4 separate regions of the Mus musculus genome follow, and all the other regions are linked to region 1. A link is a contact called in public Hi-C and HiChIP or PLAC-seq data. All regions are on one chromosome and are shown on one strand. The core of a region is the stretch at or near the end of the contact, and the rest is flanking DNA. Distances in the headings are between cores, read along the strand shown.

Evidence for each region. Hi-C and Micro-C count contacts between places; a contact is called where the count stands out from the background. HiChIP or PLAC-seq counts read pairs in DNA pulled down with a chosen protein or histone mark.
Region 2: a contact with region 1 is called in an H3K27ac HiChIP or PLAC-seq map of hepatocytes, with 3 times the contacts expected there. The contact joins two enhancer-like sites. A contact is called at or near these places in 5 of 484 Hi-C or Micro-C datasets (the N1E-115 cell line, cerebral cortex, liver and 2 more) and 3 of 115 datasets of contacts at active chromatin or transcription factors (CD8 T cells, astrocytes and hepatocytes).
Region 3: a Hi-C map of muscle stem cells shows a contact between it and region 1, with 3 times the contacts expected there. The contact joins two enhancer-like sites. A contact is called at or near these places in 13 of 484 Hi-C or Micro-C datasets (the MC3T3-E1 cell line, astrocytes, cerebellar granule neurons and 9 more), 9 of 115 datasets of contacts at active chromatin or transcription factors (CD8 T cells, astrocytes, cardiomyocytes and 5 more) and 1 of 9 other capture datasets (adipose tissue).
Region 4: an H3K27ac HiChIP or PLAC-seq map of heart atrium shows a contact between it and region 1, with 8 read pairs. The contact joins two enhancer-like sites. A contact is called at or near these places in 8 of 484 Hi-C or Micro-C datasets (the N1E-115 cell line, Sertoli cells, cerebral cortex and 4 more) and 5 of 115 datasets of contacts at active chromatin or transcription factors (CD8 T cells, astrocytes, bone marrow-derived macrophages and 2 more).

What each region holds. Positions count from the first base shown.
Region 1 is chr4:98,003,012-98,006,282 of GRCm38.p6, reverse strand. The region is part of intron 4 of Nfia (nuclear factor I/A); the gene reads right to left. Among named protein-coding and RNA genes, the nearest start is that of Gm34218, 18 kb to the left of the region's middle. Within about 2 kb of position 1,887, at least 207 of the 459 cell types and tissues checked have an H3K27ac peak or open chromatin away from gene starts, as enhancers often do. A contact at or near this core is called in the N1E-115 cell line, Sertoli cells, astrocytes and 6 more, where this site is marked.
Region 2 is chr4:97,812,349-97,815,958 of GRCm38.p6, reverse strand. All of the region lies in intron 2 of Nfia (nuclear factor I/A), which reads right to left. Among named protein-coding and RNA genes, the nearest start is that of Nfia, 37 kb to the right of the region's middle. Within about 2 kb of position 1,263, at least 25 of the 459 cell types and tissues checked have an H3K27ac peak or open chromatin away from gene starts, as enhancers often do. A contact at or near this core is called in the N1E-115 cell line, hepatocytes and liver, where this site is marked.
Region 3 is chr4:97,792,815-97,796,395 of GRCm38.p6, reverse strand. All of the region lies in intron 2 of Nfia (nuclear factor I/A), which reads right to left. Among named protein-coding and RNA genes, the nearest start is that of Nfia, 17 kb to the right of the region's middle. Within about 2 kb of position 1,350, at least 43 of the 459 cell types and tissues checked have an H3K27ac peak or open chromatin away from gene starts, as enhancers often do. A contact at or near this core is called in cerebral cortex, muscle stem cells and myocytes, where this site is marked.
Region 4 is chr4:97,837,776-97,841,324 of GRCm38.p6, reverse strand. All of the region lies in intron 2 of Nfia (nuclear factor I/A), which reads right to left. It overlaps Gm19417 (a long non-coding RNA gene), which reads left to right. Exons shown (of 2, transcript XR_376437.4): 2 at 1-485. Among named protein-coding and RNA genes, the nearest start is that of Gm19417, 29 kb to the left of the region's middle. Within about 2 kb of position 1,379, at least 56 of the 459 cell types and tissues checked have an H3K27ac peak or open chromatin away from gene starts, as enhancers often do. A contact at or near this core is called in Sertoli cells, astrocytes, cerebral cortex and 3 more, where this site is marked.

The sequences.
Region 1 (3,271 bases), core at 638-3,137:
TTTCCAAGATCCAGTGTCTATCATAAGAGTGCTCATGAGTCTGGGAAATTTAGCAGACCCTTCAGTTGAGGATAGAGATAAATGGCCCAAACCCAGCCATGAGCAGCTCTAACCAGGACTGGCAGGAGTATGTATATACCAAAGAGCACAGGGCACACATGCACAGTGCTACCCAGTGTCAAAAGCACACTCCCTCTGACCTAAGTGTGACCTACACAGTAGCTCACACACACTGCTCAGGACATATATTCAACACAGGGCACACATATATCTCATGGTCGGATGGGACCAGCTATGGATAAAGTAGCCTGTGGGTGGGGGTGTCCTCTTAGTAGCTCATCGTCTTTTGGTTGGTGAGGAAGGGAAGGGATAGACATCAAGGTTAGCCACCCAAATGTGAATGGTAGAAACCCTAGTGCAGCTGGTCCACTCCATTTGCTTCCTGCTTTACTGTTCAAACACTCACCCCAAATGAATCAAGGAAATAAAAATTGTATGACAAAGCATTCTTTGGAAATAATTCAACTTCAACATTTATTTTAAAATTGTATTGAATTGAACTGGGAGGAAATCTGTTAGTTAAGCCAGATAGACTGATTTTTTTTCCCTTTTCTATGAGTGTGGCAACATTTATTATTTCCTCTCTGTGTGGGGGCTTGATTAAAACTAGAAAATGAAACATATCCCATGGTGTAATACATTTAGAATGAAGTGACTTAGACTCGAAAAAAACCTTAAGGGACCGATTAGAATTTTCTATTATATGGCTTACTTAACAGATTTTCTTTAGAAGCTGCATTTTGGACATAGAGAAGATTTTTTTTAAAAAGGCCATCCAACCTATTGTCTACTACACACCAGACCTTCCTTCCAGAGGGGTTGATTCTGGCTTCTATGCATAAGATGTGTGATGTTCATTTTAAAATTACTAGTAGAGCCTGCTATTGACCATCTAATTATGCCGAGTTCCATTTATAAACATAGCTAACCACTAAGTTTATGGAGACTTTTTGTGCTGCTTTAATAGGATATTGATCGAGAGCATAGTTTGAGTGGCCTGCCATTGAATTGTGTAATGCCAAACAAAGGCAAGGTCACAGTGACGGTCCGGGCTGGGCTGCAGTGGACGTTTTATTATCGTCTTTTTGTTTCTTCCTTTAATGCTGAAGTCTAAATGGTTTCTTGCTTAAGAGTATAAATTGTATAAAAAATTAATTTCTGTACCATGATCATTGTTACTGTGTGTGTTAACAGAGGAGAGAGCCAGCAGGCTGCCTGCTCAGACTAGGAAGTTTTTAAGTCATCCTCCTCCAATAAAGGTAGAAAGAACCGCCACTATTTAAGTGGTAACCCTCAAAAGATGCCCCCTCCCCGGGACTTCTCATCTGAGGCCTGCTTCTTCATTAGTCTTTCCAGATAAGGACAATTTGTATTTTCAAGTTTGAGCTTAGCCCTACCAATGTCTCATTTTCTTACTGTGCCTCTCTTAGCTGAGTTAATTTTGCCCCAGAACTTCTTTCTACACGTCAGGTTAGACTAGATTCATTGGTTCTTACAAAACTGCTGGTCAGAAATCCTAAGTGCCTGCGTATGGGCGCTGGAAGCCATACCAAGGACTTGAAAAAGAAGTTCAGAACAAACTGCATTCGGAACTCCCATGATGATTCCTGTGTGAGAATCTCAGCAGTGCACGTTCCCAAGGCAGAAAACAGCCGCTAGGGTGCCACCTCATGCCAGGCTGAGGCACAGGCCCGTTCCATTCACTGCCACTCTCCATTGACAAACAACTTGGGAACCCCGAAGTCCATCGGGTAGCCAGGCTTTGTGGCAGAGCCAGGGCAATTCATCTGCTGGACTTTAATAGATTCTGCAGCCATGTAGCAGGAACTCAGCACAGGCTGAGCAGCTGAGAGTGGTTTTCACACCCAAAGACTCTAAGGCCAGCCACAGTGTACTGAGAATCCTGGCTTTGCAGAATTCCAGGGCTGTGAAGTCATCCCGAGCCACGAAGTTTACTTAACCCTTGCAGCCAGTTTGGGTGTAACAAACCACGCTGGCAATCGGAACAGGCCGGAGCAGAGGCACAATGGCCTGTGTGTGTATCTGTGGTCTTTTTACTCTTTCCCACGGAAGCCTTTAAGGTTTCAGAATCTCTCCAGCAACTTCAAGGAAAACACTCAGCACTTTAGAAGGAAATGAGCAGGAGTGGAGTTTGGGACAGAACTTTTTGAGTTCACACCAGGAGGGACATTTGGCAGCCTCAGAGCACGTACTTTGAGGAAACGTTGGCACAAAATAAACAAGAGTGGGTTTGACAGAGAGCCCTTGAAGCAGGGACGTTCAGCAGCCAGCAGAATGGGCTCTCCTTGGCAGCTCAGGGGAGGGGCCTATCTGGAAATGCCTGTAGTAGAGGGCTTTGTGTAGTGAAGCACCTCTCAACAGATGGCTCCTGTCTCCTCCTTCATGGGATTATGCTAAAACAACCTCAGGGATTCGGAACCCCAGGCGCTCCTGGGAGCCTCTCCCCTGTACTGAATTCTTCTTTTTCTCTGGCCCAGGGTGCAGTGGTCTGTGTTTTCTCCCTCTCGTGGAACAAGGTAATAAATAACTAGAAGTGCTTTCAGATGGTCCTGCCACGTGTGGAGATGGGCCACAGAACAAATCCATACTCTCAGCGCCAGCGTCTCCGTTGCTACAGTTCACAAACATTAGATGATAAAGGCAGAAATTAAAGGGTGCTGGCGGGAGGCAAGGGTGAGGGAGTTTGTGACTTCCTGCAGCTCTCCTGGGCCAGAGTCCCTAGTCCAGCAGTTCCTAGCATCTGCTCCAGGCATTTATTGTCAAGCAGCCTGGCTGTCTAGTCTAACTCTCACCTAGGAACTCGTGAGACTGAGCTGCTCTGTCATTGCCACCACTGTGGAGATGATACTCTCCCAGGCAAAGACATGAGAGTAGTTATTTAACTTGACTCTTCGTTTGCAAATACTGAAACAGCTCCCCCTACCCCATCACAGTGAGAACCTCACTGGACTCCTGGGGGAAGTAAATATTTTTACTATCACATGTAGAAGGCTAGCACTATGTATCTGGAAAGAGAAACAGTTTAAGACAAGGGTATCGTTTCTGAGTAATATGGAGTCTCCACACTGTATGGGGTCACAACTAGTTGTGATTGTGGTAAGGTCATAGACTCAACTTCTTTATGCAGTTCGGATGGTGTGTTGTGCTGGGTATTTTTGTCATCCTAACACAAACTATGAAGCTGGAAGTT
Region 2 (3,610 bases), core at 14-2,513, 190 kb after region 1:
ATTACTTTTTTTTCAGATTACAATGCTCGATTGCAATTTTCTCTTACATGTTTTTACCGAAAATAGATTAACAAGCATCATACAAACATCCAAAGAAAGGGAGACTGTCATACAGATTATTCTCATTATTAACATAAACAACTAGAAGTACATCATGAGTAAAGTCCATTCACAATTACAAAACACATATCTCATCCAGGTCGTGGGATCTAAATTTTGGATTAAATGGAACTTAAGGTCCCTCACAACTAGGACATTCTATGATTCCAAGCCTATGGCTACCCATTTGTTTCCTAGAATCTTTCCTGTGATGGGCGGTGATGCTGGTCTCCCTTTAGAGTATCTTTCCACCTTCATATTAACCCACTGCAATGACACACACTCACGAAAATGAAATTCTATAACTTTAAAACTGAAAGACAGTGTGAAGGAAGCAAAGTCCAAACTCATTCCATGTCACCTCTGACTTCTGAGGTCTAGGTGGTAAACATTTCTTCTTACCAAGATACTATCGAGTACATTCATGCTTCCAAACAAGTTAGATTAAGAATTCCTCTTTGCGTTGATAGGATACTGGCGATCTGGTCACACACTATTGAACATAACTTGGTCCGCTCTGTGTAACATGGTATCTACTGTGCACATGATGGAACCTAATGTGCATGTGATGGTGCTGAGCAAGAAAGGTTCTTTCATTTTGAAATCTATTTACAGAGTGAAAATTCTTCACCCCATGAAGTGAACTCTGTTTGTGTTGAGTGTATAGTCATCACTTCCTGTGAATGAAGTAAAAATAGAATCCAAATGAGTAGAAAAGTGTCTTCATGTTCAATGAAAACTAATTCCAGGGGAGAAAGTGGAAGTGCATGTACATAATGTGTGCATGTGTGCATGTGCAAAGGTGTGTAATGTGTGCATGTGTGTGTGTGTGTGTGTGTGTGTGTAATACTTCTGTTTTCTTGTTTATAAATTTTACTCCATATAAGTTTTACTTGTTTTTGAGGAGAGAGTTTTGGGTAAACATTTCTGACCATAGTAGGTAATTTCTAAGCCAGAATCCAAAGAAGATAGTATATGCTTTTATAGCTAAAAAGGGTCTTTCTTAAAATCAATAAGGTAACTGCCTAGGTTGTTACTTGAAAACAGCCATTCAAAATGCTCCGGGAAGGGCATAGTTAAAGGCGGTCATCTGATCAACCCTAACCCACACTGGAGCACACAGCTATTGCATCACTGGACGATCACAAGTCACACGCTGTCCTCAGCCCGCTCCATTGAGTAACAGACAATGCAATGCTTTAAATTTGATTTCCTAATGTCCTAGAGGTCAATTTAAGACCTTAGAATTTGCTAATACAGTTATCACAAATTTATTTTAGATTTTTAAAGCTGTCCCTGGAATTATGTCGAGCAGTTATCACTAACAAAATACAGTACCCGGCCCAATACTGTCCAATGCAAAGCATGCTATGTTCACTTTAAATTTAATATGGGGATCTGAAAGTTTAAAAAGTCTCTATGCTCCAAATGTTCTTAAAGTCCTACTTTCAGTGTCTTCATCTTTCTTTAGTTTAGAACTGGAGAAGTGATGAATGTGTGCTGTGCAGAGACGTCCCTTTCAGTTTAAAATGGATTGGACTACAAGCTGCTAATAACTTCCAAGAGCCAAACTATGGAGGCCCCGAGTGTCTCCACAATGTCTTTCAAAGTGTTTTCGGGAATGGCTTTGAGGTGGGTCTAAAAAAGGAGTGCCCTGCCTTGTACTGGCTGCTGTCACTGAAAACTGTCACTGTCAGGGCAGACATGAAAATCAGTGGTCATGAGAACAACAAACCGGCCAGGGTTTGCCTGGAATGCTCAACCCTGTGTAGCAACAGACATGATTTTGATTCTAACAATATTTCCAAACAATTCTTAAATCTGGCAGACAGGAAGAATACTAATCACCTAGATAAATGTGTTTCTTCTACATTCTGGAAGGGTGCCACGAGAATATATCCCGTTTAGTGAGCCTCCATGAGTGGAGTGCTGGCCCACTCGGCAATACTTATTGAATTTCATATTATTTTATTAGGATGTTGGTACAGACACTATGCAAAACTCCTCAATTAAGTTAATTCCATCTTGTCAGCTCATATAATTATAAATGTTACAGAGCCTAACACAAACCACAGAACATACCACAGAACTTAAAGTAAAGAAATGCTATTTGACCCATAAAAACAGTCAAATGGAGACAGAAGATCCCTTCTCCTCCTTGAGGACACAAACATGCTGTTTCTAGAGATCAGGCTCCCTCCGAGAAACAGGTATACCCTACAACACACAGGAAATGTGCTGCAAACTTTCTCTATGTGCAAGCTTTTCCCTCAAACTTTTTATTTTTAAAATAATATCCAAGTTAACATGGCCCAAGGAGTGCAGACAGATGTGTAGCTTTTCTATCCAAAGACTAAAGTCAAGTGTCTGCTCATGAAGTATAACCCTGATACATTGTCTCTAAGTTTTGGCTGAATATCCTCAACAATTAAGCAGATATCATCACGAATCCATTTCTTGACCCTAACCTAAAGAATCATTTTTGTCAAAGAACAAAATGTTCAGTTTCCTTAGTATACAGAAACAAAAGCTCAGTTACAAACATGATGCTATGTTGGCCATGTAGATTGTTTTATGAGTGCCCAGATGAGAATGAAGTGCTGACTCATGCCAGTTTCTCCGATTAATATATCATAAGCTCACGTTTCTAGATAGTGTCTCTGAATAAAAGACAAACGAAATTTCCTCTCACTAAACACCTGCAGTGTCACTTTCTGAAGGTGTGTGGCACTTGTGCTCAGTAACTGAATTAGTTCCCGTGGAAAAGCCATTCATTATATGGACCAGATAAATAAGGAAAGAAATGTGTGGTCCAGGGTCAGGCATCCAAGTCAATGGTAGATGAGTTTCAGGAACTGGGAAGGCAGAATTTCTAAGTCTTACTAGGGAGGAGAATAGCCATGTTAAGGTTAATGCCACTAGGTATGTCCACAAATATTTAAGATTAAATGCCAACTATAGTCTTTGTTTCAACTGGAAGTCATACTGATCTATCTGAAATGTTTCCTGCTTGCATTACAGAAGAAAAGACTAATGGTGCCTTTTATGTTCTCTACACTGCATTAAACAATCTTGAAATTGAGAGACAATCTCATTTTTCCAGATTAATGTGATTTGCCTCTTACCTGGATACCTGACGCTGTTACGTTTTCTAGTTCCCTCTGAGACGCACCATGTCACGTGTTATTTCAACACCAAATGGTCTAGTTATATGGACCCAGACTCACATGCTCCATTTGCCACACAGACCCCTCACTGGTGTGGCCTTTCTGCTTTGTCATAAGGTTCTTCCCTGGGAGATGCGTACAGATATGCACATATACCCGTTCCCTGGGAGATGCGTACAGATATGCACATATACACGTTCCCTGGGAGATGCGTACAGATATGCACATATACACGTTCCCTGGGAGATGCGTACAGATATGCACATATACCTGAACCTCTCACTCCTGCACTTTGTCTCTCTCTACATAGAAGTTAAGAAGAGTGTGGTCTCATCCTTCTCCTG
Region 3 (3,581 bases), core at 101-2,600, 210 kb after region 1:
ATATGAGACCTGGAACCTTTCTCCTATTTCTGACCACTGTCTACACATGCTCCTATAGACCCTCCAGCCACCCCATTACCACACTGGTCACAGCAGCCCTGGGTGCTCTCTATGCAAACGCAATGCAACCTGCACCTGCCATCTTTTATCGGAAAGGAAAGGCAAAGCAGATCCAGACCCCTGGCAACCTCAGACCCTCATCAGTGTGCAAGTCCTGCCATTGCTGACTTTCAGAGAGGGAGCAGAATTCGGATTGTAGGAAGCGGCACCACTGAAATCTGGCTGTGTGTTAGGGACCTCCACCAACTGCCAAATGAATTCCCCACAGCTTGCTCTCCAAGGCTTCCCTTCCTTTCTGTTTTCCACTCTAGTTCTCCCGGTGTTTTGTTTTTCTGTAACTCTATTTGTTTCACACTTCATCATTACAAGGAAGATGTCAGAGAGGGGGGGGGAGGAAGTCTGTCTGTCTGTCTATGTCTCACTGTTCAGTGGCTTGCTCTAGAGAAAACATCATAGCGGTCAGCTTCTAAGAAACAGAAAGCTTGGGCCCTCTTTCGGAACATTTACACAGACATTTCTGACACAAAAGATTCTTGAACACATAATAGAAATACAGTCAAATGTTACAAATCTCAATGTGCAGCATTTATTTTATTTTTAAAAAAAAAACAACACAGGGGCCAGTGAGACAGCTCCGTTCCTAATGGTGCTAAGCAGGCAAACCAGGGGAGCGGAGCTCCTCGCCTGGAACCCACATAAAGGTGGAAAGAGCAAAGTGATTCCACAAAGTTTTTTTCTCTCTCTCCCTCTCTCTCCCTCCCTCTCTCTCTCTTCCCCCTCTATCTCTCCTTCTCTCTCTCCCTCTCTCTCTTTCTCTTCCCCTCTCTCTACTTCTCTCTCTCCCTCTCCCTCCCTTTCTCTCTCCTTCTCGCGCGCTCTCTCTCTCCACACACACACATGCACATATACACACACACACATACACACACACAGGTATATACACAAACATACCATAGCATGCACCCTCCCCCTACATCCCCATCATGCAAACATAGACATGTACACACAATTTTTTTTTAAAAATTAAAACAACTGGTTCTACAAATGTTTAAAGACTCCACACAGTCTATTAATTAGGAAGACCCTAGTGTAAAATTATCAAAATATTTGAAATCTTAATATCTGAAGAAATTATACCTAAGAAAGTTGTTGCATGGTATGTTCTTCTATCTTGGGAACCTAGTACCATGCAGAGACCGTAAGAACTGATGTTTGATGACTCAATGGCCAGCGCCATGGTAAAATCTGTCAAGAGAGGCAGCCAAACTGACCTCACTAGCCAGTATCAGCCAGAGCATCCCTGGGATGCAGCTGCTGTGTGACTCATACAGAATCTTCCATCACACAGCTTCTGGGAAGCAAGAGCTTCGGTTTTCTGCCTATGAAATAAAGGCCCAGGCCTCCGAACTTTCTTCAAGGTAAGAAAACAAAATTAATACAAACACAGACAACATTCTGGGTGGTTTCTTACTACATTTTTAAGCTTTTAAATAAACAATGGATTTCAAGATTATCTTGAGAGTCCTGGAGAACATTTCTTGTTTTTGTTTGTTTGTTTGTTTGTTTGTACTACGATAAATTCAGAAGCAGAGCTTAGAACTTGATGTGTTGTCGATATCTCTGAGATAAAAAGAAGATCCAGAAGAGCAATCGACTAACCATCATACCGGGGCCTAGTTCCTCAACCTGCTTCCTACTATATACAGGCACTTATAAGAACTCTTCAACTCAGATGTTAAGGTTAAGTGGAGCGCCAGTAAGATAATACATATGAAAATACTAGGTAGATACCGCATCTAAGGAACACAAGCATGGGATCTGAGAGACTTGGCTTAAATGCCGGCTCTCTTCTTTCCTAATCATCAGACTTGAGTGTGTTCTGTCCCTGTTGCCTGACAAGGGCAGTCACAGTCTCCTGAGCACATCTATCCTCCAACAAACACACAACAAGAACAACTCACCCAGACTGGAAGTCAGAAACGAAACAAAGTAAAGACAAACAAGTTCATGTAAAAATCAAAGAAACCCGTATCCACGATGGCTGAAACTTCACCACGCCATGGTACCCAAATACACAAACCTCTCTGGCTGTCCCGTGTTTTGAGTCTGTAAAGGAAGGCTCTACAGCAAAACAAGAGAAAGCCTGTGAGCTCGCCTGTAAACTAAGGGACCGCGTAAGAGCGCCCAGGTGGAGTCATCCGGCCCTCTACCCTCTGCCTGCCCCACAAGTCAGCTGGCTAAGGACCTGCGGTACTCCCTTGTCACTCTGTACCCAGTCACCTCCCAAGCACAACTGGAAATGAAGCCAAAGCTAGGCACAGCCAGTCTCCACAGAGAAAAACTCAAAATGTCTCCCTTTGAAGAATCACAAAGCTTTTGTTTGAAACCTCTGACCTTTCTAGAGAAATCAGTCACAGTAGTTTAAAAATGTAGGTGGCATAAGGACAAAGCATGCCATTTATCCACTTTGGGTGGTTTTCGTCTTTTCTGTGAGACACACATCTTTAGAACAATTATGTCTTTCACTGTAACATTTCAGCCAAAAAAATTTCTCACAAAAAACATATGTGTGTATATATATTATATATAACCTTACACATAATATGTATTCTGAACTTGGCAAGATGTTATACTTTTAAAATTTTTACCCCTACCTCATTTTATTGAAGCTCTAGAGAGATAAAAATTTTAAAACATCAAAAAAATTCATTAAAAATGTAAACATGGTAATTGTTTTCAATATGCTATTTGTGTGTGTGTGTGAGAGAGAGAGAGAGAAAGAGAGACAGAGAGAGAGAGAGAGAGAGCAAGCATGACATGGGGGAGCACATTGCTGTGGTACAGGTGTGGAGGTGTGGAGGTCAGGGGACAACTTTGTGGAGTTAAGTTCTCCATGAATGTTTCAGGAATCAAACACATGTCACCAGACTTTGAGCTAACTCGCCAGCCCAGAGTGCTATACTTTTGATTCAGAAGGGTGATGGTAGTTATTTTCAAAGGTACATTAAGAATAAATTCTAACAAAAAATCCTTGTCACTTATTGATAGGTCATAAAAGCCCCACAATGACTGTTTTTGCTTACAGACACACATGGCACAGCATGGGAACTACGATAGAAAACAGAAACCTCTTTACCATTTACAAAAAGAGAAGGGAGACCACTGACTAAATGAATCCAGCAGCAATTTCAGGAACTCACTAATCTTATAGGATACACACCCACCAAAAGTCCTTGTCACAGTCCTACAAAGACACAAGCATTGTTCATGCAAGCGACTTGGCGGCCAGATTCTCACCTAGAGTCCTTCTTGGCACACACTTTAATCTTAAATAAGATAATATTGCAAACATACTCTTGAGTCCATCATTTCAAAAATCTTAAAAACATACTATTAGAAATGAAACCCATTAGCATATGACAGACATGATGACCAAGTGCTCAGTCCTAGTATTCAGGAGGCTGAGACAGGCTGATCTGAGTTCCAGGCTAGCCTAGTCTACACAGCCAGTTCCAGACTAG
Region 4 (3,549 bases), core at 130-2,629, 160 kb after region 1:
ATTTAACCCACAGAACACCAGTGACCAGCCCAGAATGTATAGTCATTTTGTTAGCAGGGAACTTGTCTTCAGAGACTGCAGAGTGTCACCTAAACGTGTACACCCTTGCCTTCAAGGGCAGTGTCAACACAAAGAAGCAAGTCTCCTAGTCCCTGCTGAGGGTCATTCACTGAACAAACTCAGGACTCACACTGAGAAAGCTAGGCTAAGTAAAAGCAAGGCTGGGAAAAGATCAATGGCGTATGATCCCAGCCTCCTCCTCCTTGGAGTTATAGAGACAGAGCAGGACATCCAGACACGGCAGGACACCACAGGGCTTCTGGCCCTCATAACTGCAGAGGGACAAAGGTCAGCAAAGCCACTCTAGGGTACAGAGTACCTACTCTTTACATGGCTAACCTCTGTGTGCTGACACCTCTATGACGGGGTTTCTAGAGTTTGCTTTTTATATCTTCAAAGAAACACATTTCATAAAAAAAAAAAAAGAAAATAGACCTCTGATCATAACACTCTTAGAAAGTCTTAGCTTGAGAAAAATTTAAAAGCCCAGCTATAAATCTTGCAAAATGAGAATTTATAATAGGAGTGCAGAGAGATCTTTAATTATGCAGACTGTGGGCCTCGTGTAATAAAGCCCACGTATTTGCAGCTTATGTCATTGTGTATAGGGTGCCTCAGAAAGGCTCTGTGTGTGTCTGAATCAATGAGTTGAAGTTTTACACAAGGGAAGGAAGTGAAGAGAACACTGCTTGGAGAAGCAGGGATTTACCTCCTGGGGCTCCAGGCAGTGAATGATGGTTCTGACTCTTCCAGTTTGTATAAAAGGTTGAAGTTCATTCTGGCGCAGGGAAGCATTCCACAAGACCCGCTGCCTCTATGGGCAGGCGATTAATCTCATGATCGATAGACCATATGATTAGGCACTAATAGCTGATAGGAGGAGAGAATAAACAACCATAAATTTGCTTTGTACCCAGCAATCCAACTGTAAGCAGGGCCATTTAATGGCCACACTGGGTCATGTTACCTAAGGGCCCATATGGAATAAAAAATGGAAGACAAAAACATTTTAAAAGATCTTCAATTATCAAAGGTAGGGGTGGAGGCAGAGGCTCTATTAGTGCAGTGTTCTTTGGCATGAGATGCCCAAGGCTTCCACATTGGGAGTGAAGAGGGCAGATGCAGAAGGAGCAACAGCAAAGTCTGTTTGCTGAAACAATGCTTTATAAACAGCATCGCCAGCCACCCTGTGCACAGTGTAAGTGGTGCTGGGTGGTCCAGCTCATGCCCAGCAGCCACTGGAACCTGTGTCCATCACGGGCTGAGTGTGCTCTCTGCAGCAGGCAGAGCAGAGGCTGGACTGTGTAATTTCCTCTTTGCATGCAGATCACTGCTCTGTACTCCAGAGCTGTTTCTCAGCGAGCGTGTCATGAACTTCCAGTGTTGGGAATAGTTATGCGACATAAAAGCCGTGATGCAGGAGGCCATAAATCTCACTCTTTCTTCTTTCCCTTTCCCTGGCTTCTTCCCTTTCTAAGACTCTGACCTCCTCCATCAGGCCCTTGAAAGAAAGGCAATCAATCACCCCCTAGACTAAAATGAAAACCTGGGTCCTCTCTGCACACTGGACAGCTTTCCCCTTGTGTGATAAAAATGGGGAAACATCTCTAAGATGGCAAGTCCCCCTCCTATGTGTTCCTCTTTCCACTCCATGCAGAGCCTGGAAGCAAAAAGCCTTCAAGCTCTTGTTATCAATGACCATGAAACAGGAAAGGAAGACACTTTGTTAAGCCAAAAGGAATGTGCTAGAGAAAGTACCAGATAAAGACAAAGAAGAATTTGAAGCAGACTTGCACTGTTCTCGGGGCCCACAGCAAAGCACACCAACCTCTGTTCTTTGAAAACTATCTGGGAAACAACCCACCCCCACCCCTCTCACTACCTCTGAGTACCCCCCCCCAGCCCCCACATCATCCCTCCCTCCTCCCCCTTGCCAGCACAGCCTTTGTGACTTCCCAAGCCTTGAGGGACCAACTGTTTCCAGGGCTTCCCTCTGGGCTAATTGTTCAACACTGCCCATGACTCTGGAGCCCACAGGAGAAAAAAGGCACTTCAGATGCCCTAGGGAAGACTGGGGGAAATTTCTGTTGGAAATCCATTCCTTGTTTATTATCATCAACCACAAAGAAGCCTACTGTAATAAGCAGTTACTACAGCCAAGTGAGATGAGAATTCTAAAGTTTGCAGGCAAAATTCCTTCTCTGTTTACATTTATTCAAAATACTTCCACTCGGCATAATTTCGGAGTTGAAAGACATTTAGCCAGGTGTGCTGGCTCACAAAAAGATGCCACCAAAGGTCAAACATGAAGCATAGTCCAAGGTCCAGGCACTGCTTTGCTAACATTTCTTGGAGCAACAAGACCAGTTAGTACAAGGCCATTGCACTAACTGAACCCAAGCAGGGCCACTGTACTAACCCCCCACTGATCAGGAAGGATTCCACTGAACCTAAAGCAGCTGGATGGCCAAGAAAGCCCTTTGGTCTGCTGTGCTGGGCCCGAGGGAACAGGGGCAGAACTCAGGACAGAAAGGGACTTAGGAAATGAGAGGCTCAGGGAGCAGAGGCTGAGCCCTGGGAGCAGGCCAAGGCCCCATGTTCTATCACCCTGACCATGGCGTTCATGTTGCCTAGTGGCTTTCCAGTGACTGGTATCAACTTCTGGCCATCTCTGAAACACTCAGAAAGCAGAGCGCAGACTCTCAACTCCCTTTGTACCGTAGGTTAATTTCTCCCCAAGGGGAAAGAGAAATTTTCCTTTGAAGACGTATGGAGGAGTCTAAATCGAACCAGAGAAGCCCCTGACCTTCAGTGGTTGCCTAAAAGCTGCTGTACCCTATGACAGTATCACTGCAGCAATGATAAAATGATAACTAACATACACTCTACATCAGGTAGAGACTGGGCATATGTAAAATAATTTCTAACTGCCAAACCACCCTAAAAATTAATAGTACATTCCCACCCCCAACTATACATATTCGAAAGCTACAGAGGGGAAGGTAAGTAACCTCCCAGCATCAAATTGTCATCACCAGAAGACTGAAAACCTGGTCCAGCCTACTTCAAGAAAAGGATAACAGAGGTTCGGCTAGTTTTTGCTGTCTTCCATACCACCTTGTTGGTTTCGGAGTGAACCTGTTTGCTGCCTATGAATTTGGCTGGCTAGCCCTTCCTCTGCCTTATATTTTTCTAAGCATTTCCCATGGATAACAGAGCTTATACCAGTAAGAAGCCAGGTACCAGATGAATCTAGTTTTACCAAGTGCCAAGTGGAGACCGAGGTGAAGCACGTCCAGCCACAAAGGAAGAGAGCAGCAGTGAGACACTAGAGGTTGATTTGTGATTGTTAGAAGGCAAAAAGAGGAAGGAACCTCCTTTTTCATCCACAGAAACTATTTCCTGAGACCCTACCACATCTTCCTACTATATCCTACTATCTAGCCATACCTTCCTAAACTCAATTAGAAAGGGAACAGTGGGGCCTCC